Regions from separate parts of the Sus scrofa genome. Here region 2 is linked to region 1. A link is a contact called in public Hi-C data. All regions are on one chromosome and are shown on one strand. Each heading gives the region's core, a stretch centred on a gene start, on an enhancer-like site or on the middle of the called end of the contact. The rest is flanking DNA. Distances are from core to core; before and after follow the strand shown.

What was found. A called contact is a pair of places that touch in the nucleus more often than the background predicts.
Region 2: a contact with region 1 is called in a Hi-C map of skeletal muscle, with 5 times the contacts expected there. The contact joins the promoter of DDX10 here to the promoter of CUL5 in region 1. A contact is called at or near these places in 3 of 5 promoter capture datasets (fetal liver, fetal skeletal muscle and liver), 20 of 47 Hi-C or Micro-C datasets (adipose tissue, alveolar macrophages, blood and 13 more) and 2 of 2 datasets of contacts at active chromatin or transcription factors (alveolar macrophages and skeletal muscle).

What each region holds. Positions count from the first base shown.
Region 1 is chr9:36,415,920-36,423,820 of Sscrofa11.1, reverse strand. CUL5 (cullin-5) reads right to left here and starts at 4,015. Exons shown (of 19, transcript XM_005667298.3): 1 at 3,499-4,015. The coding sequence starts at 3,522.
Region 2 is chr9:37,003,151-37,011,051 of Sscrofa11.1, reverse strand. DDX10 (probable ATP-dependent RNA helicase DDX10) reads right to left here and starts at 4,481. Exons shown (of 18, transcript XM_021062753.1): 1 at 4,161-4,481. The coding sequence starts at 4,346. It overlaps LOC106504871 (a long non-coding RNA gene), which reads left to right and starts at 4,671. Exons shown (of 3, transcript XR_001298767.2): 1 at 4,671-4,791; 2 at 6,917-7,078.

The DNA.
Region 1 (7,901 bases), core at 2,766-5,265:
ACCTAGCCTAGGAACCTCCATATGCCACAATGCAGCTCCGCCCCCCCCCCAAAACAGAATAAAAAGAAAAAAAACACTACTATGGGGGGGAGGTCCTGTGGCACAGATTGGACCCCTGGCCTGGGAACTGCCACATGCTACAGGCAAGGACAAAAAAAAAAAAAAGTAGATGGTTTTTATCGCATTGGGTTCTGAAATGTAAGTTTCATATCACAGTTTTTAATTTGTTATCTTAAATAACATATTAGCTATCCCTATGAACTCTTCATCCACAAATTCAACGAACTTAACTACAACCAAGTTACCAGTAAATAGGAAGAGGGCATATTTTTTCAGCAAGACACTAAAGGCCTCCATTAAGGGTTGATGATGATTTATTACTCATCATTCTTCAAGTACAGTTGTTTAACTGATAATCCAATTCTAAATGCTTTATCATCTAGCCCATATTTCTCCATTTTGACCATAAGACATGATAATTCTATCAAAAAAAGCTCTGATGAAATCTAATTGCACAACTCTAAAGCATCTGTCTAATGAACCAGTCTATTAATCCTGTCAAAAAAGCAAATGAGTCTAATCTGGTCACTGCCCAGCCAGCTTTGTTTCTACTCAAGGTACCACCAGACTTGAATTTAAATGATCCTGTGAATTCTGTTAAGGGTCTCACTGCATTTGTCCAAGAAGACAAACATCCCACGTTTTCATTAACTATTTCTAAATGTATAAACAAGGCAGTTCGCCAATCCTCCCACCCCTCCAATAAAGAGTGAAAAAAGAAAAAAAATAAAAAGGGTTTTCTGGCCAACTTGAATATGTAAACTTTTGGTGATAAAAATCAACTGTCTACTTATAACATCCATTTTTATTTTATTACATTAGTTAAATATGTTTAAAATCACATACTATGTAAAAGAACATTTAGGAGTTCCCATCGTGGCGCGGTAGTTAACGAATCCGAATAGGAACCATGAGGTTGCGGGTTCGATCTCTGGCCTTGTTCAGTGGGTTAAGGATCCGGCATTGCCGTGAGCTGTGGTGTAGGTCGCAGACATGGCTCGGATCCTGAGTTGCTGTGGCTCTGGCGTAGGCCGGCAGCTACAGCTCCGATTCAACCCCTAGCCTGGGAACCTCCATATGCCGTGAGAGTGGCCCAAGAAATGGCAAAAAGACAAAAAAATAAAAAATAAAAAAAATAAGAACATTTAGAAATTCTTTTTCCCTCTTTTCAACATTTCATTAATTTGTTGAAATTTTGTCAAGTGTATCGTTGACATCTCTTCATGTTCACTAGAGCAACGTTTACCAATTTTGTCAAAGTATTATCACTTTACTTTTTTGATAAAAGTTGTTTGAGTTACAGAATTTTTTGATTTTTTTATGAGCTTTTTTAACCTAACTCCTAAGTGCCTATTTCTATACATTCAGGCAATTTTTTCATCTATAAGTAAGTGTGTGCTGTAGAAGTAGATTCATAATCTCTGCAAGGTAACCACTTAATAGTAATCGGAGTTCCCGTCGTGGCGCAGTGGTTAACGAATCCGATTAGGAACCATGAGGTTGCGGGTTCGGTTCCTGCCCTTGCTCAGTGGGTTAAGGATCCGGCATTGCCATGAGCTGTGGTGTAGGTTGCAGACGTGGCTCGGATCTCGCGTTGCTGTGGCTCTGGTGTAGGCCGGTGGCTACAGCTCCGATTGGACCCCTAGCCTGGGAACCTCCATATGCCGCAGGAGCGGCCCAAGAAGTAGCAAAAAGACCAAAAAAAAAAAAAAAAATAGTAATGAATGAAGTAGCTTCAGACTTACATGTCCTCCAAATAATCCTTTTTAAGGCTTTGTATGGAGTAGAACAGAATAAAGTGACTTGCTCTTTTCTGAGAGGTAATTCTGCGGGGGGAAGACCTTGTTTTACAGCAACAAGTCAAAAATTCACAAAGAGGAGTTCTCCTGTGGTGCAGCAGGTTAAGCATTGTCAGTGAAGCAGCATGGGTGGCTGCTGTGGTGTGGGTTTGATTCCTGGCCCAGGAACTTCCACATGACATGGCCAAAAAGAAAAAGAAAAATCACAAAGAATGAGGTATCGAATTACTTCTTGAACACATTTCAATTAACAATGCAATTGTTTTCTATGCATTAACAAGAGTCTTCAGAACTTAAACAAGTTTTCTTTCAGAATTAATATATTAGAACTTTGCTGTACTCTCATAAAAGGGTAGAGTAGAATAGGTTACTCAATTCCCATGAACTTGTTTTCTTAGAGAAACAGCAGAAATAGTAACTCCAGTAATTTATGTGTATTGTGTACTAATTAAATGCTAGACATTGTTTTAAGATTTTTACATTATTAACTCAATTTTCACAATGCTTCTATTGAAGTGAGCTATTGACAATTCCATTGTATTGATGAAAAAACTCCCGCACAGAGAGGTTTAGAAACTTCCCCAAAGTCATATAGCTTCTAAGTGGCAGAAATTCAGTCTAGTTCTAGGTCCTCCCCTTTTAAAAGAAGATACATTGCCTCTTAAATCTGTAAGTTAGGTCTACATTTTATAAGACAGTCTCATCTATTAGACAGTTAATATTAGTAGTCTAAAGAGAACATGAATGGTTACAGTAATTTTATATCTGCCACTCTATTATTTTGTTATCCATCCACAGTCTGAAGGCATGATAGGTTTGACGGAGGAGTTCAGCCTTTGCACTGTGTTCCCTAAGTTCATCACTACCCCCAATTCAGTCAATACTTTTAAAGCAAAAGGTTCCTACTACAAACACCGCATAGAAGAAACTAGTGTTATGCCTTCTTCCTTCTCCTCCAAACTTTGTAAATGATGGTAGACCTGCCCCTCTGGCCCTAGATCTCCCTCTCTATCCCAAATATAGAAAACTAACTTTAACCGTTTTCTTTCATAAGGCAAGTTTCCCAAGCCCTAAAACGATGGCAGTGCTTCCTCAGCAGTACTGGGGTTGAGGAACAGAGTCCTAAAACATGAACTCGAGAAAGGGAGAAAGGGAGGGAAGGTGCGGCGTGCAGGAAAGGGAGGGAGCAGGGCGGCGGGCACTGCCCTGGGTCTTGGAATTTCGTGCAGACAGGAGAACAGAAATTGAGGAGGTGGGGGTCGAGGCATTAAAACCAGTTCGGCCACATTTTCCTGGATCTTCCTTTTATGCGTCCTGGACTCTCGCTTCAGAAGAACCGAGACCCTGGGAACGCCACCTGGCCGAGCCGTCCGGGCACAGCACTGTCCTCCGGGGTCCCGAAGGCACGGCCCCCAGCCCGCCGCCGCCTCACAGCCGCCGACCCGCGGGCGGACGACCGGCCTCCCGACCCCAAGGCCGAAGACCTAAGTCTGGCCCTCGGCGGCAGCCTCCCGACGTCCCTTCCCGCAGACAACTCCCGAACATTCGCACACTTCGCCGCGGAACCTAAGCCAAGCCCTTCCCTCAGAGCTGAACCAGCAGCCCCGGAGTAAAAACCAAGCCGGACGGAGGATCTTACCTTTAACAGATTAGACGTCGCCATGTTCCTTCAACTTGGACTCTCGCGAGACGGCGCGAGACTTGGCGGCGCTCCGGGTCAGGCCGCGACTGCAGGCCGGGCTCCCACCTGGGCCAGCGGCCCGCGAGGCGGTGGGTGCCAGGCGGCGTGCCGACCGCGCCGACCTCCCCTCAGGCAGCTGGAGCTTCCTCCCGCTTTCCCCTACATGGTCACCGGAGCTTCCCCGCACGAAAGAGCGCATGCAAACGCCCCGGGAGCCGCAAACGGCGAAGGGTGAGACGGTAACCGGAGCCGACCTGAATTGGAAGAGGAAGCATCGACCCCACAACCCTACCCCCTCCTTCGGATTAGCTTTTGTGGTTGCACCGCAGAGGCCCCCGGCAACGAATTTAGCTCGGCTTAGGCCCGGCAGCTCAGGGTCGGTGGCCGCATCACGTGACGCGGCGGGCGGGGGCGCGCTCGGGAGCGAGCTGTGGAGCCTGGACGCCTCGGTGGGCAGAGAGGCTGCGGGGAGGGCGCGCGCGCCCCCTGCTGGCAGGACTGAACGTCTTCCCTCCTTTCCGGCCTCCGGGGTTCCGGGGAACAGCCAATGAAACGCTTATAATGGGTGTCTCCAGTAGAACTGGCACCCAGTAAATATGTATTTGCGTGAGTGAACGAATACACACACGTATTAACTATTAATATTTCTACTCAAGAGTGCCTGGCACTGAAATACTCGATAAGAGTTTGTTCAGGTAATGCATAACAACCTTGGATTACCTGAAGACACAGTAAAGATATTAAACCATAAGCTCATAAGCTTTATCCCTTCAAACCTCAAACTACTGGCCAAAGAAAAAGAATATCATTTACATGTGGAATCTAGAATATCTATCTATCTATATATATATTTTTTTGGAGGGGGGCTGTTTTAGGGCCACACTCAGGGCATATGAGGGTTCCCAGGCTAGGGGTGGAATCAGAGCTACAGCTGCCAGCCTATGCCACAGCCATAGCATTGCCAGATCTGAGCCTAATTTATGACCTACATCACAGTTCACAGCAAAGCCAGATCCTTAATACACTGAGCCAGGCCAGGGATAGAACCTGCATCCTAGTTGGTTCATTAACTGCTGAGCCAGAGGAAACTCCTAGAATATTTTATTATACATGTTTCCAAGCAGTATTCATTCATACATTCATAATACATTAGAAGTAAATAAGAGCTATAGAGTAAAATAAAGCAGGGAAGGGGGCTGAAGCTTGGAATTTATTTTATTTTATTTTTGTCTTTTTAGGGCCACACCCAGTGGCATGTGGAAGTTCCCAGGCTAGGGATCAAATCGAAACTGTAGCTACCAGCCCACACCACTGCCACAGCAATGCTGAATCCCAGCTTTGTCTGCGAACTGCATCACAGCTTATGGCAATGCCAGATCCTTAACCCACTGAGCAAGGCCAGGGATCGAACCCTCACCATGGATACTAATTGGATTCATTACCACTGAGCCATGATGAGGACTCCCTGAAGCTTGCAATTTAAATAGAGGGATCTAAGTAGGGCTCACAGAGAAGATCGCATTTGAACAAAGTACTGAAAGAGAGAGGGAGCAGGCCAGGACATATGTGGGAGGAGAGCATTCCAGACAGGGATGCACAGGGGCAAGTTGCCCAGAGTGTCAGAGGAACAGTAAGAAAGTTGGTGTATTCAGAGCAGGGAGATTAAGGGGAGCATAAGGCCTTATAGGGCCTTGTAGACCACTGGAAAGACTGACTTTTATTCTAAGATGTGCGACCATTGCCAGCTTTTGAACAAGGGAGTGGCATGATCAGACTCCCATTTCAACATGATCATTTGACTGCTGTGTAGTGAATACAAGGAGAAGAGTAATTTAGAAAATGCTTGTATGAGCTTATGAAATCAATCACGCCACCTAGGTGCCCCACACTTTACAATGGTTTATTAGAGTAATCTAAGCATGATTAAACAATGAATATGCAGTAGAACAAGGATTCAGAGCTACTAGGCCTATAATGTCCTGCCAGAAGGTCAACATAGGGATGCCTCTTAGAGGTCAATAGGTTCTGGGTTTGAAAACTGGTTCAATTCCAAAAACTGGGCAAGGGTCATGACTCTTTATTGGGATGACTGCCCTGAACCACCTGATCATTCATCCTTGCTTCCTTTTGATGGCATCGACTGAGTATACCAGTTTGGCTGTCCATGTATTTTACAACAGGGACACTGTATTTGTCAGGGTTCTCCAGAGATACAGAACCAATTCAGTATGTTTTATATATAATTTATTGTGAGGAATTGGCTCATGTGATCTTGGAACTTGACAAGTGCAGAATCTGCAGGGTGGGCTGGCAAGGCTGGAGATCCAGGAAAGCCGATATTCCAGCTCAAGTACAAAAGCCATCTGCTGTATAGAACCAGGAAGAGTCTATGTTGTAGACAAAATCCAAAGGCATTCTGCAGGAGAATTCTTTCTTGCTCAAAGAATGCTGGTCTCTTTGTCCTATTCAGGCCTTCAACTGATTGGATGAGTCCTGCTCACGTTATGGAGGACAATCTGCTTTACTCAACATCCACTGATTTAAAATCTAACTTCATCCAAAAATTACCCTCACAGAAACTTCGAATAACATTTGATCAAATATCTGGACACTCTGGCTCAGCCAAGTTGATTCACAAAATTAACTGTCATAAGCATTATGTTCTGTTAACCATCTCTAGAACTCTCTGCAGATAAAGCACACCTACCTTGATGAACATTCTGATAGTTGTGTCCACATGGTTTCATGCCTAGATTACTCTAATCATTGTAAAGTGTGGGTAATTATGATGTGGGAAATGGGGAATACCTACATATTTCAAGGACCATTGGACACAGGGTCCAAGTTGACACTGATATTCAGAATCTGAAGGGTCCCCATGGTTCCACTGTTAGAATGGGGGCATTTAGGGACCAGGTAATAAGCTGATTAGGTCCAGCTTACAGTGCGTTCCCTGCATCTACAGACTCACCCAGTGATCATTTCCCCAGTCCTCAAATCATTTCACCTGGTAGTTGGCACAGAACCATTTGGGTCATTAGTCTATAGGGTAAAAGCCAGCATTAAGGGGGAGGCCAATCAGTGGTCTCTGAAACACCCATCTGCCCGGTGAGATGATAAATACTACATGCTAAGGGAGATGGTAGAAATTAGGGCTATTTTTAAAGAATTTAGGACTCAGGGATGTTAATCCTCATCACAACTCCATGTAGTTGATCAGTCTTGCCTCTGAAAACACCAGACAGACATTGGAGAATGACAGCAGACAGTCAAACACAACCAACTGCAGTGCCAATATTATCAGTTGTAGTATTGTCCCAGATATCTTTGCTAGAATAGATTGACATGGTCCTAGGTACATGGCAGATGATCTTTGATGTTGTGAATACATTCTTACCAATCTATCAAAAAGGAAGATCAGAAACGGCTTGTATTCACATGGAATGGATAAACAGTAAAATTTATAATTTTTCCCCAAGGCATTGTTAACTCTAGTGTCCTTTCTCATATTATAGTCCAAAGTGATCTTGACTGTCTTAACATTCTGCATTACATCATAATGATAACATCATTTATGATAAATGACTGGCTGTTATGCTGGAAGCTTTTGTAAAAGACACATGTACTTTAGAGATAGGAAATAAACCCTATGAATATTCAGAAAACTGCCACAAGAGTAAAAGTTTTAGGGGTCAAGTGACCACATGCATGCTGAGGCATTCCATCCAAGTAAAGAACAAATTGTTGCCCCTTACATCTCCCATCATGAAGAGGGAAAAGCAAATCCTTGTAGGCCTCTTGGGGTTCTGAAGGCAACTTAGTCCACAATAGAAAATGCTGCTCTGGCCCATATACCAGGTCTGCAGAAAAGGAAAGGGCTCTATAGTATGTCCAGATTGTGGTACAGAGACCCTGCTGCTTGGACCAAACACTCAGAAAACCCTATAGCATTAGATGTATCGGTGGAGAGAAAGACATATTGTGCAGTTTATAGCAAGACCCAGTGGAAGAATCACAGGCAACCCCAAAGGTTCTGGATCAAAATTGTTCCACTGATAGTGGAGAATTACATGCCTTTTAAAAAGCAGCTTCTGGCAGGATACTGGGCCCTGGTGGAAGTGAAGAGCCTGACCATGAAGCACAAAGTGACCATGTGACCACAACTGCCCTTCATGAGTTGGTTTCCATTAACACCACCAATCAGAGCAAGAGTCTTTTATAAGAAAGTGATGCATCCAGGAGTTCCCATTTAGGGTCACCAGGTTAAGGCACCGACATAGTCTCTGTGAAGATGGCTGGTTCCATTCCTGGCCTCGCTTATTGGGTTAAGAATCTGGCATTGCCACAAGCTGTGGTGTAGG
Region 2 (7,901 bases), core at 3,232-5,731, 590 kb before region 1:
AGAGAACTCCGTATACCTTCACATCGCTGTACATCCTCCTGTTGTTCTTCCACCTACAACTTCCTTGCAATCTTTTCTACCTGGAGAACACATCATTCAAGAACTAGCTCCACTCACAGCTACCACAAACTGCTGGACAGTGCGTGCCCTACACAATCCGTGCCCTGCACCTGGTAAGGCTGAAGTGCAGGCGCTGAAACCAGCCAACATTCAGTTCCACAAGCCAGGCCTGAGGCAGCAACCGCTGAGAGGAAGGGTAGCAATGCCCAGAAGAAACAGGTTTCTCTAAATCCCATGGCCAGAAAAGGCTCTGTATAGAATAACTCAACCTTTTCCCCTAATTACACCATCTAATAACACCTCTAACTCCATAGCACATATTCACTAAGACAATATTTGTCAAAATTTATCAATCCTACCCCACCTCCCTAGGGACCCAGAGGTTGTATTTTTTTTTTCCCACCTATTTTTACTGGGACCTCAACCAGTATCTGTCAAATTGTTTCAAAATGTCTCTCAATCAAATTGTTCAGTATATCACCACTTCAGTATTTCACCAATTGTTCAGTATAAAAGGCTAGTAAACATTTGTGTACTATTCGCTGTAATAGAACTTTTATGCATAAGTTCCATCATCTAAGAAGCCATATGGTGAGGGTCTGCCCCTCTGTTACCTAGAGAATAACCAATCGGCTTCGATTGTATTCTACTACGGCTAGCCCTGGCAACTGATTTCACACATTTGTTTCTTGACAAAAATATTAAAATATTTCTAAGATTAAAAAAAATAAAAACAGAACACTACTCGGTGGGGACAAATTCCTCCTTCAATTCAGTGCAAAGATTGTGATTTAAACATTTGTGCAACACAGAAAGCAAGCTCTGACATCAGAACTATGCCTCCTGGATTAGAACTTTTTCACTTACTATTCAACGTTGCACAAATTCCTTAATTTGCTGTGTTTTAAAATTTCCTCACTTATATAATGGGAATAATCTCATGGGGTTGTTTGTTGTGAGGATATGGCAAGTGAACATGCATAAAGGCTTGATAAATGTTAGTAATTATTAAAACAAGAAACCAAGAATGGACCCATCTTATTAAGCAGAATAAAGTCACCTGGAAAAGGTCGTCATGCACCAAACAGGTGTCCCTAACACATATTGCTTGGTTTACATATATTACCTCCTCTGAGCCTTACAACACTCTGCATGGCTAATAATCTCTGTTGAATGAAGAAACTGAGACACAGGGATGTTAAAAAAAACTTGGCTAGTCAACACCTGAGCTGAGCAAGATTTAAACTAGGTCTGCCTGACCCCCAGAAAACTTACTCTCACTGGACTAGAACATGCTGACACGTTTAAGTGACCACTTTCCTAAAAGTAACTGTGAGCCAAGGAAGGGTTTCAATCAGGAGTAAAACTATTAGATTTCATCTTGGAAAGAATCATTCTAGCAGCAATATGAAGGAGAGAATAGAAGGCAATAAGGTCCAATGGCCAAATCCCATCAGCCACCTGTTTTAGTAATGGAAGTTTTGCTAGAACACAACCTCACAACCATGCCCATTTGTTTAAGTATTTCCATGGCAGCTTTTGTGTTACAATGGCTGAGTTGAATAGTTCCACCCTTACAACCTGCAAAACTGAAACCATGTACTGTCCCATCCCTTACAGAAAAAGTCTGCTGACCCATAGCAATAGCTATTGTAGCAACCCAGGCAAGAGATGATGGGGCCTGAACTAAGGCTTGGGACTAGGGATGGAGAAGCAATTGGGAGATTTAAGAGGCAGAGTAGATCACCAGTGTGACTAATTGGATGTAGGAGTGACAAGAGAAGCCTCCAGGATTACTCCTAGGTGTCCAAGTCAGCAGTCTGCTTGGATAGTGGGGCTAGGATGTGATAGGCTCAAGAATCATTCCCAAATATGTTCAATCCTAACTTCCAGAACGGTGGATATAATCTTACATAACAAAAGTGACTTCGTACAGTGATTAAAGATCTTGAGATGGGGAGATTATCCTCAAGTATCTGAGTACCTGAATTGTGACCAAAAGTTATCCCTACCAAAAAAAGGATAGAGGCAGATCTGACATGGAGCAGGAGAAGGCAATCTGTCCACAGAGGCAGAGATGGCAGTGATGAAGCCACAAGCCAAAGAATACAAACAACCCCCAGAAGCTGGGAGAGAAAAAAATGGAGTTTCCTCTAGAGCTCCAGAGAGAGCATGTGGGCCTACTGACACCCTGATTTCAGCCCAGTGAGACTGATTTCAGATTTCTGGCTTCCAGAACTACAAGAGAATACATTTCTATTGTTTTAAGCCATGAAGTTTGTGGTAATTTGCCATGGTGGCAATAAGGAAATAATACAAGGAAATAGTACACAAAATTGTGGGGAGCTCCCATTGTGGTGCAGTGGAAACAAATCCGACTAGTATCCATGAGGATGCAAGTTTGATCCCTGGCCTCGCTCAGTGGGTCAAGCATCCAGCATTGCCTTGAGCTATGGTCACAGATGCAGACTGGATCCCACATTGCTGTGGATGTGGTGTAGGGCAGCAGCTATAGCTCTGATTCCATCCCCAGCCTGGGAACTTCCATATGCCAGGCGGGCGGCCTTAAAAAGAAAAAACACCTCAGAATTGTGAATTTAAAAGAAAAAAATAATGATCTCAGTTTTAGATTTGTGGTATATAAGGAATTCTATGACACAGATAAAGCCATCCAGCACAGTCAGGAGAAAAAAATATATATATAAACTCAGAAGTGCTCTGGGTAGAACACAAGAAGGAGTTAATAGGAATAAACTTTAGGATTATACAAGAGAAGAGTGAGAATAAGCAAGGGCTGAGGCTCTCCTCCCTAAGCAATTCTAGTCAAAAAGCCCCAAATGCAAAATAACAGTAATTTACAATGGCTTTTTGAGATGCTGAGTATGTAAGGGTAATAGTAATAACAGGTAATATATGGAATATTTGCATGTGTCAGGCATTGCGCAGAATACTCTACATGCATTCTTACTAACTGCCCATAACTTACAAGATGGATACTATTATGCCTTTTAAAGACAAGAAAAGGGAAGCAAAGTTAAGTAACTTGCCCCACATCATTCACTGGGTGAGCAAAAGCCAGGATCAAATCATCACCATCTTAACTTCAAAGCCCAAAACACTCTCAGCTCTATCTAAACTTACTTTTGATCTAAGTGTTGTTTAAAGGAAAGCTATACTAGCATGACCTCTGATGACTTTAATTCCAGATATGTGGCGGTGTTAAATCCTGTTCTAGAAAAGAGCAATCACTGAGAGGCTGAGTGAGATGAGTTAAGGCCAAAAGAGGTGTAATTAGGGGAAGGAAAAGAAAGGGTAGGGACAGCCGCAAGAAGCTTGAGGGTGGAAGAGATCAAGAAGTCAAAACTGTAACTATGGGGATTCTCATCAAGGAGTATCACCTACATTGCGGAATGGCAGGTACCAGCAACAGACCAGGGGTGCAGCTTTTTTATACTAGTTCTTGGATGGGGCCATGAAACAAGCTGCGAAAATGAAATGAGCACAGGAAGGATGGGTGATGTTGAGAGATGCAAGGCTGGCATAAAGACCAATTAAAAGCAAAGGCTTTGGACTCAGTCTAGGTTCCAGTTCCACAGCACCTACTACAGGTGAGAGCCAAGGACAAGTTATCCTCTCAGAGGCTCGATGTTCTCATCTGCGAAACGGGAATAAGAACCATTACTTCAGGTCAAGTCAAATAATTAATGTAAAGCACACGATGGGTGGCTTGAAATGTAGGTGTCATTATTTACCGTTACTCTCGTTGGCGGCATGAATAAATAATTTTTATGAATAAAACTGTAACCATTACAGCAATCACTCTCCCTATGCTTAAGAAACACTGCATTTCCATCACTTTACCAAGAACAGTGTGGTCAGCAGAAGAGCGGCCTGAACTGTCGGGAGGCCTGGACTGTGGCACCCAGCAGACCACCTGTGGCCTCATGAGGGCCTAGGTAGCACCTCTCAGCAGCTCCCCTGACAGAGTCCCCTGTGAAGTCCCGCGCCGCAGGGACACGCAGCCCCGCGCATCTGCCGGACCACCCCATGCCTTGCTCTCCCGCGGGGCCCACCCCGCACCCCCCCCCCTCAGGACTCACCTTTTCATAGTTCTGCACGAGGCGGCTGATAACCTCACGCTCCACTTGCCACTCGGGCTTCTTCAGCTGCTTCCTCAACTGTTTCTTTTGACTCTGCCTGTAGCTGTGCTTCTTCTTCCAACGATTGAAGCTCCGCACCGGGTCGGGCCGGACTCCGAGGCCCCGGGAATCGGCAGTTTTGCCCATCGCGGTGGCGCGACAGCCCGGATCTCACCCAGACCCTTGGCAACCGAGGCGGACAGAGGCACCACTCCGAGGACGCGGAACCAGCGTGGGGAGAGAAGGCGAGGGCGCGTGCGCAAAACCAGGTGCCCGCCCTCGGGCCTTTGAAACCAGGCACGCGCCGTCCGCGGCGAGAAAGAAATGGGCGGTGATTGGCTACTGGGAATCTGCAGGGCGGAGCGGAGTCGTCTCGGGGAAACGGAGGCGGTGCAACCTGAGGAAGAGGGCGGGGCTGAGTGGCTCCAGGGGCACGCTGGTGCTTTAAATGGGCGCATGCGCGCTGATTGCTGTTACTATGGTGGCGTCACACAATTTCGCACTTAAACACACAGTCTGTGAATTACAATTGTAAGCCCGGTCTTGCATATTTTGTCCATGGAGCCGAATGATTTGCCCAAAAATCAAACAGGTAGGTAATAGCTTTAGGGTTTTTCCTTTTTTTTTTAGCCTGTCAGATTCTAGCTGCAGCAGCAGGGAACTAGAGCAGAATCAAATTAAATTTGCTTTAAAATGCTATTATGAAGACAAACTGATACATTAATAAAGGATTAAGAGAAAATTATTTGCAAATTGGCCATTTAAGTGAATTGTCTTTCCGTGAATTAGTTTTCCCGGTACATTTACCTAGGGCACAGATGTAGTCTAGATAGGGGTGGAGCAGAGTTGTAGCAAGGAAAAACAGAGATTAAGTTCAAGGTTCATATGCAGAGAGTTCGGGGCTGAAATTCCCTTTCCAACCCCACGTAGCCAGATAAATACCGGAACCACATGTCAAGTCTCTAAAGAGAATATGGAGTTGGGGGCGTGGCAGGGAGTCACTAGATGTAGTAGAGAGTAAACTTCAATAAGGGGAGGTTACATAAAAGTACATATAGGTCCACTAAAAGTTAAAAATAGAACTACCACAAGATCCAGCCATTCTACTTCTGGATAAACACACAAAAGAATTGAAAGCAGTGTCTGGAAGAAACCTGTACCTCCCATGTTCATAGCAACATTATTCACAACGGCCAAAATGTGGAAGCAGCACAAGTGTCCATCCACAACGATGGATAAGCAAATGTGGCATTTCCATACTATGGAATACTATTCAGCCTTAAGAAGGAAGGGAATTCTGGCAATGCTACGACCTAGATAAACCTTGAAGTTATGCTGAGTGAAATAAATCACAAAAAGACAAATACCTTGTGATACCACTTAAATGAGGTACCTAGAGTAGTCAGGTTTATAGAGATGGAAAGTAGAATGGTGGTTGCCAGGGGCTGGGGAGAGAGGAAATGGGGAATTGTTGTTTAGTGGTTTTGCTTATTATTATTATTATTAATATACTATTGCCACTAAAATTATTATTTGTACCAGATTTCAGTTTTCCAGATATCAATCTATGAACCCAAAGATACTCTCTTTTCTACTTGCCATAACATGTTAACCTCAAAACTGTAGGATTTAAAACTTCAGTCAGGGAGTCCCTGATGTGGTGCAGCAGAAATGAATTTGATTAGTATCCATGAGGATGCAGGTTCTATCCCTGGCCTCACTCAGTGGGTTAAAGGATCCAGCACTGAGCTGTGGTATAGGTCACAGACAAGGCTCAGATCCCTAGTTGCTGTGGCTGTGGGTAGGCTGGCAGCTGTAGCTCCAGTTGACCTTTGCCTAGGAACTTCCATATGCCACAGGTGTGGCCCTAAAAAGCAAAAAATAAATAAAACTTCACTCAGGTAACATTATTTTCTTTCACAGTCACAATTTTTGCACTGCCGTCAGAAGCTTTTTTGGCACTTACTTTGAATTCAGTCTTTAGGGAAAAATTGCTTTTGCTGTGGCAACATGCTCTCGTGATGGAGATCATGGTTACAAATCACAAAGATCTCTTCCCTTCACATGATTTTTCTTTCTGTTATGTATTTATAAGTAGATCTGATCATTTTCCAATTGTATCATTTGCTGAGCAAAATCTATGTTCATGTATAGAAATGGTGGATTTTAGAAATTCATAAGTCTAACAATAATTGTTATCTGTTCTACATGTGTTCTAGGGAGGTTATAACTAAAATAATTGAACTATACTTAGCATATCTTGCCTTATTCAAATTATTTCATTTAATGCACCTGCTATTATGTTAATTATTTGGTTTTATATTTTACCCTCTAGTCTCTATTACATAACACCATAGTTACATATATATACTTTTAAAATTACATATATACTTTTAGTATATATGTATATACTTTTAAAATATATATTTTAAGTTACATATATACTTTTAAAATTCAGCTTTAATTTCAAATAGTAGCACTTGGCTGATGTGCTTTTTCATTCTCTTTATCATTTCTAAGAACGTGTGATAAATGCCAGTCTTTGCACCCTTTGCATTCTAAACTTTTTTCATTCATTGACAGTTTTTAATAAAAACAGAAACCTTCAAGATACAATAAACAGAATCTAATATGTTTTCACTGTTTGAAAGAGTTTGTATTTTGTTTGTTTGTTTCCAAAACTTCTACCAATGTTGTTTTTTATTTTTTAATTTCAGATTTCTCGATTGTGATGTACTTCCAAGAAGAATGACCTATTCTTTAATATTCAAGTTACACAACCATGTACTTGAAGTGGGAAAAGAGACGTGATATAAACGTATATTTAATTTTTTCCTTCCAGTTTTTATTTAAATTCATCTGTCTTGGTTAACATGGAGGTAAGTAAATTCCCACCATCTCTGGGTTCTACAGTCTGATGAAAATACTATTTTTTTTGCAGTATTCCCTATGTTTTCTCCAAAAATATGTATTCAGTTAACTACTTTTCTCTATAATAGCTTCCTCTTTTTTGTTATCTGGATCTATTAATTTTTTAAATTGTGTTTCTGATATGTAGTAATAAATTATATGAGCTTTGTGTTTTATCTCAAAATTTGTAAATATCTGAAAATATATATACCACCGAAAAGCTGCTAACCTTCACCATTGTTTTTTTGTTTCTTGTTTTTTGGTCTAGTGACATTTTATAAGAACAAAGAAACAAGTGCTCTTACATAATCACCTAATGATTACCCAGGAATTGCTAAATTATTGTGATATAATATGTACTTTGGAAATGTTGTTTATTTTGACTGGTAAATTAGAGGACTTCCCCCTTTTTTAAAAAAACAAATCTGATAGTTTTAACAAATAACAAATGAGGGAAAAAGCAAACCCTTGTACAGTGTTGGTGGGAATGTAAACGGGTGCAACCAGAAAACAGTATGGAGTTTTCTCAAAAACCTAAAAATAGGACTGCCATATGACCGAACAATTCCACTCCTGGGTATGTATCTGAAAAAACAAAAACACTAATTTGAAAAGATACATGCATCTCAATGTTCATAGCAGCATTATTTACAATTGCTGAGATATGACAGCAGTCTAAGTGTCCATTAGCATATGAATGGATAAAGAAGCTATGGTAATTTAATAGATGTTACATTGAATCTGCAGATTGTCTTGGATAGTATAGTCGTTTTTTACAATATTGATTCTTCC